Linked DNA regions of Mus musculus: region 2 is linked to region 1. Evidence: chromatin contacts called from public HiChIP or PLAC-seq data. All regions are on one chromosome and are shown on one strand. Each heading gives the region's core, a stretch centred on a gene start, on an enhancer-like site or on the middle of the called end of the contact. The rest is flanking DNA. Distances are from core to core; before and after follow the strand shown. Region 1 overlaps Susd1 (sushi domain containing 1). Region 2 overlaps Ptbp3 (polypyrimidine tract binding protein 3).

Region 1 (4,495 bases), core at 1,056-3,555:
ATGGAGCTTCCTGTCCATCGGGTCTGGTATTTACTGTTCCTTGAGGCTGAATGAGCGGTGAATTGTCTTTGCTTTTGTGGACTATGGCAAGGAAGTGACCACCACCCTTCGCCCACTTTAGCAAGGGAAATGACCTTTGTGATGTTGAACACTGGGGGCTTGAATACAAATATCCGTATCATCCCAGGTATCTACATTAGGAAAGCAATTCACAGGGCTTAGTTATATCCTTAGAGTTCATTTATTTCAACATTGGAATTCTGCGATCTGTTTAGCAGACCTGTCAGAAAGGGAGGTGAGACATTGTGGGTAAGATTTTTACCACTTCAGTATTTTCACAAGTGTGTTCTGCCCTCGACATGACGTGGGGATTTCTGATTCCAGGGTGTCCCATCATTGGACAGCTCTTCACAGGAAGTTTGTAGGGCTGTTTTTATATATTGCCTCTGCACATGGGTTGAGTCTGAAGAGACACATTAGAAATGGCTGCTCTCTCTCTCTCTGTAGATCTGGCTTAAGCGAGTGACTTAAGTCACTCTTTTAGGTATGATTGCAGTAATACTGCTTCTTTCAACTTGAGATCTGGTGCATGCTTGAACCAGAGACTGTACCTGAGACCCAAGTCCCCAGGTGACTGGTCTTTGGCACTGGTGAGAAACATCGGCTTCTGATTGGTGGCTGCTGCTTAGCTCTCTAGTGGGAAGCTTCGACCCTGGAGAGCTGAGCCAGGAGAACAATGTGAATCTGCCCAGACAGTGATGGACCTCAATTTGTCTCTGAATAATGTAGTTGCATACCGATAGCCTGAAATCTTTCATGGTAACCAGATACTAAATTTATCCAAAGAAACATTTTCATACTATAACCAAAAACTCTCAACTTTGAACCTTTCACCTCCATAGTTTCTTTAAGTTAAGCTATTTGAAAAATATCTGGATATATCTAGGTAATAGAAATGACCTCACTGTTTATAGAGCAATTATAAAAATCATAGCTTTAATTCAACATGGTAGATTTTTTTTCTTCTTTGAGACAGGGTTTCTCTGTAGCCCTGGCTATCCTGGAACTCACTCTGTAGACCAGGCTGGCCTTGAACTCAGAAATCCGCCTGCCTCTGCCTTCGAAGTGCTGGGACTAAAGGCGTGCGCCACCACGCCCAGCTTGATTTTTTTTTTTAATCATTCTTTTTGGCAGTATCTGGATAACATCGATATCTTTCTTTAGGCTGCTTCTAATCAGGGACCAGAAGACCCCCTCCCATGGATGCTTAGGACCATGCTTATTTCTCTTAAGCAGGGTTAGGCATGTTTGTAGCACAAGCTTGATAAGAATTCAGGAACATTAAAGAAACAACAGCTGACATTCTTTCCAGGGAATGAAGCTATAGAAGTGTATTTCTAACCTTCTCATCTCACCAAGAAGTGCTTCCTTTAGCCCTCTGTCCTTTCTGTTTACTTCCTTGAGTGGGGCGTGCAGGGGCGGGGGGATGGGATGAGAATTCTTCTTTTATCCTTAAAATGTAATTGTATTTGGAGAAGTTTTGAGATTATTCTGAGTCAGCCTTCTTAGGTACCTAGAATATCCTTTTAATATTTATATTCAAGTGTGTTTTGATTTTTGTAATATTATCTTGAACTATACTTTTAAATATTATGTCTCCAACGTACCCCCTCTTGGTACACCCTGGTTATGCATATGTTGGACCGTTTGCCTATATTTCAGTTTTAACCTTTTGTGCTTTTGTTTTTTTATAGATCTCATTTTAGGATAGGCCTTTAATTCCAGCTCTTGGAGGCAGAGGCAGGCAGATGTCTGTGAGTTCGAGGCTAGCCTCTACATAGTGAGTTCCAGACCAGCCAGGACTATATAGTCAGACCCTGACTTGAAAAAAAAAAATCTCATTTTACTGTTACATTTTCTCTACTATTTTTATTAAATTTTATTCAAATCTATTCTTTCATAGACATCAAGAAATTCAGCCTTTATTTCTAACACCGGTTTGTCCTTCTCTTTCATTTTTTTTCTGAGTTCAGACACTTCTCTTTCAGTCCCTTTCTGCTTTATGCCCATTTCTGTTCTTAGTTAATTTTCTGACTGGAGATATTTTTCTTCCTATCCTCAAACGATTATTTATTGTGGTTTTTTTCCCCTCCCCTCATTTGTGGATTTCCAAAACGATAGTGTGCCTAAGCTGCAAGGTTTTGTTCATAGAACCTTGTTTTTGAGCGGACTCTGCGGTTGTCTATGGAGTCACGGCCCGCCGCGGTAGCTAACGAGATTCCCGGGTTCAGAGCGCCCTCTTCCGTCAAGGGGTGAAGTGCAGTTGCTGTAAAGAAGCATTTCTTTTCTGTTTTGTACTTGGTTGAGCATGAAATCTTCTGTTCTAGTTTAGGGTTTTCTGCTCCGTGGGATCTTGCACTAAGTTTCTTCCTGTCGACACTTACACTCCCAGGACACTCCCAAGTGTATGCGCTTCTTTCTTCTTTGCCTTTTCTTTGCCAGGAACAGTGACTTCCGCAGCTGCTCCCCAACGCCTTGATATGTCCTACCTATCTTTTCTCTGTAGCCAAGGCTGTGGTCACTCTGGTCTGTCCCCATGTTTTCACACTGAAAATGGCATTTCTCTCTCTCTCTCTCCCTCTCTCTCTCTCTCTCTCTCTCTCTGAAGGTCTCTAGCTCCCTGCCTGCTACACAGCTCTCTGCACAAACACTCATAGGAAGTTGAGAGAAAGTGGCTGGAATTTGATACTTTGTTTGTTTGTTCGTTTGTTTGTTTGTTTAATGGTGATTTTAAGATTGCTGTGTTCTCTCTGCTCTCCAGTTAGGATGATAGCTCTGTGTGTCTGTGTGTTCTGTGTGTGTGTGTGTGTGTGTGTGTGTGTGTGTGTGTGTGTGTGGTGTATGCACCTGTGTGTGGCAGGAAGCGTGTTTAGCCCGTGTACAGACCAGGTTGGTGTGGACGTCTTGATCACTGCTCTTCACCTTGTATTTTGAGACAGCGCACTGTTTTGGGTACCTGGGGCGGTCCAAAAGGATGAGAGCCAGTGTCAGTGAGCAGCCCGCCTTCAGAATCCACCTCCCAGTCCTGGCATTACAGATAAAAGCTACTGTTCCTGGCTTTTACCCAGGTTCTGGGGACGTGACCTCAGGGTGATGCTGGCCCAGTACACACTTCACTCATTGAGCCGTGTTCCCAGCCCAGCAACATTGTTCTCATGTTATTTTATTTGCTCCTCCATTTGACCTGAAGAATATTTTGGAGAATATGTAGAGAGATTCAGATTCGAGGGACCATGGTTTTCCTTGGATGGAGCAGAACTCTGATATCTGTGTTCTAAGTGCTGAGTTTCCGTCTCTGGGTCCTACTGGTTCAAATCTTTCCACCTGGACCCATCCCCCTTCTCTTCTGTACTTCATACATTACTTCCTTTTCTGTAAATTTTCTTCTTTTGGGATTCCCGTGGTTGATTTCAGGTGGTTTGGCAGCGTTCCCCTGGAACCAGTCTGTCTAAATTCAAATATGATGTGTGTGAATAAGTTACTTATCCTGTAGACAGACGCCTTAGTTATCTTAGCTGTGAATGCAGGACTGGTAATACTTACACCGTGCGTTTGTGATAGCACTGGAAGGGTTAATTCATGTGGAAAACCAGTCTGTGTGTGACACGCTCCGCTCCGTCTGTAAAATGCTAAGCATTACTTAATCTTACCTAATGACGTGTTATACCGCCTCTGTATTTTTGCTACACTTACATGGTGAATGACTCCTCCCCCTAAGTCAAATGTACGTTAAGAGCATGTAATTAATGTGTTTTGCTGTTGCAGTGATAAAACACTCTGGTAAAAAGCAACGTAAGGGAGAAAGGCTCTATTCTAGCTCCAGTAGAAGGGTGCCGTCCATTATTGTGGGGAAGTCAAGGCAGCAGAGGCTTGAAGCCGCTGTGAACATCACACCAACAGCCCGGCACAGAGGGGGACGACTGCACACGGAGGTCCTCAGGTCTCTGACTCCATTTTATGCAGTGCAGGCACCCCACCCGTGGAGTGGCCCCGTATGCAGTTAAGGTGGAGCTTGTCATATCAGTTGACCCAATCAAGACAGTTGCTTCCGGGCATGCCCAGTAGCTGGGTAATTCTCCCTCAGTGAGTCTCCAGGCCAGACCCTGTCCAGTCAACAATGAGTTCCCACCATCACTAAGTGGAAGCCACACCTATGGCACTTCGTTCCACTGGGGTACCATCAGTTGCTTGGCTTTCTCCTTACTGCTGATGGCTTAATTAAATGACCAGGACAGCTGTAATTGTCACCCTTCTCCTCATTGGGAGCACAAAGAAGTAAAAGAGCCCCACCTCACCCCAGGCTCCCCAGAGCTCTCGGTTCTTTGTGGGGTACTGCTGAGGGATGGAAAGAAATGCCTGATATTCCTCAGAGCCCCTCTCCCACAGTAAGAAGGAAAAGCCAGGTTCCAAAGAAGCCGAACTAAGAGCCAGATTT
Region 2 (4,020 bases), core at 739-3,238, 160 kb before region 1:
AGCCAAAATGTTTGTAGTAGGAGCTGGAGAGCTACCTCAGTATCTTTAAGGAAAACCAAAGTTTCATTCCTAGCACCCACAGTGAGCAGCTCACGACAACCTGTAACTCTGTTTCCAGGGGATCCAACACCTCCTTCAGACCTCTGTGGTTCCCCAGCCCCCACAACATACATTTACACAAGAAAACACATAAGTTTAGAATGAAAATAAAGTATTTGTTATGTTATTCTAAAATTTATATAGTTATTTGAAGATTGTTTTATTACCCAATGAACCAAAATACTTATATTTTTTTGATTCACCAGGATGAACAAAATTGATCGATTTGAAGTACATTGGTTTTGCCTTTTATTTCATATTTATTACCCTTTTATAACCTTGGTTATCTATATTAGGCTTTTAATGAAAAGGCTTATCTGATGCATTTTAGCATTGAGTATTCAGATGTTCAAGTAGGACAGAACTCTTGTTTGAACAGGTCTGGTGGCTCATCCTGCAGTCCCTGTACTCAGAAGGCTGAGGCAAGAACATAGATTACCACTCAGTCATGGCTATGTACTAAGACTCTCATCTCAGAAAAGCCGAGGTGTAAGACTGGAGCTGAGTCATGTTTGCCCAGCCTAGTTAAATCCCCAGCACCATGAGACAAACGCTTCTCTCTTACCGTAAAGAAATCAATTTCTAAAAGCATATTTGCTTAAGAAATAGTATACACCAAAGATAGTTTTTAGGGTTAATGATATGGAAATTAATAATTTTAAAAAATTTGACCAGTATAGATAAAATTGTGTCCTTGTAGCTATCTATAGTTTTAGAAATGAGTATTAAAAGTCAAGATTCTTAGAATGTTAAATTATTTGCATGTAAATAAAAACTGCCAGAATGTAGTCATCTAAATATAGTTTAGTACTTCAAACATTGAACAATAAAAATTGTTAGAGGTACTTGCAAAATTATGTCCCAAGTGTTTTGCTTTTTTTTTTTAATAACTACATTGATAGGCATCTGCTATATTTTTCCTTACTACACAGTTTGCTCCTAATTTTCTTAAATATCTTTATACTTAAATAAATAATACTTTTGGTAAATTTAATAGTAACTATAAACCATTATTTTAAAACTTGCTTTATTAATTGAGTGCTCATTCTGCTTTTCAGCGGGGATCTGATGAGCTTCTGTCTTCTGGTGTCATTAACGGACCTTCTACCATGAACAGCTCGACTTCTGCAGGTGTGTATGGTAAGTGTGAACACCCTGTCCTGTGCTTCCTTTCTAGGAGCTGCTTTTTTTCTCATTCTTCTTTTGTGCCACTGTTTACAGTAAAAATTTGTGAATTTTACTCAATAAGAGAAGTGGAAAGATTCAGCTAAGGAAAAAAGTGTTGAAGAAATTTAGGAATGGGTCCACCATGTTGTCCATCTACCCCACAGTAATTGGGAAGATATTGTAGGTAGAGACTGTTTAATATAAACATGTAAACAGTGATATGGGAGGTGAGACTAAAGCCAACTTTGTACCGCTGAGCTCACCTTAGAGCACTGGAGAAGCAGCTGGGGAGATACATGTAGTTCAGTTGTGGTGCTTGCTATGCAGCCATGAGGGCCTGGCTTTGACTGCCCTGTCTGCTTATTGCCTGTGTCTGTTACCCAGGATTAGGGTGCAAGGGGAGGAGAAGAGAATCCTTGGAACTTGCTGGCCAGCTATTCTAGCTCTGGGTTTAGTGAGAGACATTGTCTCAGAAATCCAGGTAAAGAGTGATAGAGGAAATCACCCAAATCAATTCCTGGCTGCTCTGAGGATGCCGTGTGTGGGTAGTTGCCTATGCGCATGCACGCCAGGAAGCAGAGAAAGATGAATTCTACTACTCATTACCTTTTCCTTTTTTATTTGTTCTGGAAGTCTTGATCATGGAACGATACTGCCCATGCTCAGGGTGGGGCTTCCCACATCAGTAAAGACTTGGGAAAACCTTCCTAGACTACACCCAAGGGTTTATCTCCCAGATGAGTCCATTATCTGTGTCTTGAAGTTGACAATCAAGACTAACCAGCATACTCAGAATACTTGAAAGCACTGAAAATATGCAAACAGCCTGACTTACCTGTGAAGTTTCTGTGTGGGGGAGATGTTTGCCTTTGTTTTTAGAGCTCTTAGGTCATGCATCAGAGACACAGACCTAAGGGGTGTTGCTAGGGATCTAATATAATTGTTGAGAATTCTAGACAGACCCTACCCAACTAAACTTGTTTGACTCATTCATCTCTTAATGTTTCTTTTAAATTGTCCTAGATTCCCAGAGCACTATGTCCTGGAGGGGGTGTGTGTGTTACTAGTACCTTGAATTTCCTTATGATTTCCACTTGGTAATGAGGAACTAATTTTTCTTTCATCATGCTGGGAATTGGACCCAAGACCTCACATGTATTAAGATGAAGTTGTATCTCTAGAACCAAAGAAACCTTTAAAAAAATAACTTTGTAATAATCCAAACCCAGGGTTGTCGGAATTTGTGGTATTTCCCCCTCTGCCTCCAGAATGCTGTTATATATAGTCTGCTAATAGAGTTGCTGACTTTCTATGGAATATACAGGAAAAACTGCATGTGAAATTAATTAAGGAAAATTGTGAGTTGATTTATTGCAAGCTTTTAAACAGAATAGTGATAAGGTTGTATTTCACATATGCCTTGCCAATGACACCCACATTTTCAGCTGTTGGCCTAGCCACCAAGTGGTCCAACATGATGGTGCGTTCCTGTAGTCCTAGCCTGGGGAAGTGGAGGCAGGAGAATCAGAACTTCAGGATCATCTTTGGCTACAATTTTAGAAAGTGGAAAGGAAAAAAAAAGTGTGTATGTGAATGTGGGGGGGGGTTGAGGGAGGGGAGAGCGCACGAGCCTAGGCAATAATAGGTAAAAAGATTGAAAGCTGCTAGAAAAAAACTAATCCTACTTATTCATATCCTACTCTACCCGCTGCTTTTAAATCAAAAGCTCTGTATGTTGTCCATGAGATATTTTATAAAGAGCGTCAGTCTCTCATTGACTAACTTTCAGATTTAACTGTTCTAAGAGGATGCGACTATAGCAGAAACACTAAAGAATTAGATCTACCAAATCCCATTCTTGCTTATTTTGTTACAATAAATAATAATATAGATATATTTAAAATGAATATTTTATGTTGCATAAGGATACTGGAATACTGGTGCCAAGCTATGACACTCCCAGGCGATGTGGGATCTATGGTTATTCTCTTAAGCTATTGTTAGTGTTATTTTAAAATCCCATGTTTGATGAGCTACTTGAGGTGCTCAGGAGGTAAAGGCCCTGCTGCCAAGCCTCATGGCCTGAGTGTGATCCCAGGCAGTTCCTGTGTGGTAGAAGGAGAGAACTGACTCCTGCTGTCCTTGACTTCCACACATCTGCTGTGACACACACATATCTACAAAAAAATCAATACATAAAATGTAATAAAAATCCTTTCTTTCTTGTAGGTACATATTTTGTAAGAGCTTTAAATTACGAAGCTTAGTTCTAAAATAAAGAATATTCCTTCCTATGAGCTTTACCTAAATATAGACTTGAAGATATTTTGACTCAGCTTACATTAATTTGTTATTATAATATGCTGCTTTCACTAGTGTATGTGCTCACGCATCCTCATGCACAGGGCAATGTATTTTATATCTGGGAACTTGAACATGGATCTGCAGTTTAATTTTTTTTTCTTTTAATGTCCTGTGATAACTGAAAACATTTCAACACTTCATAACTCATTCATTATCCTTTTAAATATAGTTGTACAAACGAATGTCAGAAACTGATACTATTCTGTTTGTTTACTAAAGAACTGATTTGTTTTGTTTTGTTTTGTTTTTCGAGACAGGGTTTCTCTGTGTACCCCTGGCTGTCCTGGCACTCACTTTGTAGACCAGGCTGGCCTCAAACTCAGAAATCTGCCTGCCTCTGCCTCCCGAGTGCTGGGATTAAAGGTGTGTGCCACCACGCCCGGCTAGAAC

Evidence for each region. HiChIP or PLAC-seq counts read pairs in DNA pulled down with a chosen protein or histone mark.
Region 2: an H3K27ac HiChIP or PLAC-seq map of extraembryonic endoderm stem cells shows a contact between it and region 1, with 4 times the contacts expected there. The contact joins two enhancer-like sites. A contact is called at or near these places in 1 of 15 datasets of contacts at CTCF or cohesin (CD8 T cells), 4 of 484 Hi-C or Micro-C datasets (CD4 T cells, bone marrow-derived macrophages and embryonic stem cells), 10 of 115 datasets of contacts at active chromatin or transcription factors (a beta-TC-6 cell line, bone marrow-derived dendritic cells, embryonic stem cells and 4 more) and 4 of 9 other capture datasets (adipose tissue, embryonic stem cells, liver and 1 more).

Annotation. Positions count from the first base shown.
Region 1 is chr4:59,358,706-59,363,200 of GRCm38.p6, reverse strand. All of the region lies in intron 10 of Susd1 (sushi domain containing 1), which reads left to right. Among named protein-coding and RNA genes, the nearest start is that of Susd1, 78 kb to the left of the region's middle. Within about 2 kb of position 2,305, at least 21 of the 459 cell types and tissues checked have an H3K27ac peak or open chromatin away from gene starts, as enhancers often do. A contact at or near this core is called in extraembryonic endoderm stem cells, where this site is marked.
Region 2 is chr4:59,521,614-59,525,633 of GRCm38.p6, reverse strand. Ptbp3 (polypyrimidine tract binding protein 3) reads left to right here. Exons shown (of 14, transcript NM_178164.3): 2 at 1,158-1,239. The coding sequence starts at 1,209. Among named protein-coding and RNA genes, the nearest start is that of Ptbp3, 26 kb to the left of the region's middle. Within about 2 kb of position 1,988, at least 9 of the 459 cell types and tissues checked have an H3K27ac peak or open chromatin away from gene starts, as enhancers often do. A contact at or near this core is called in extraembryonic endoderm stem cells, where this site is marked.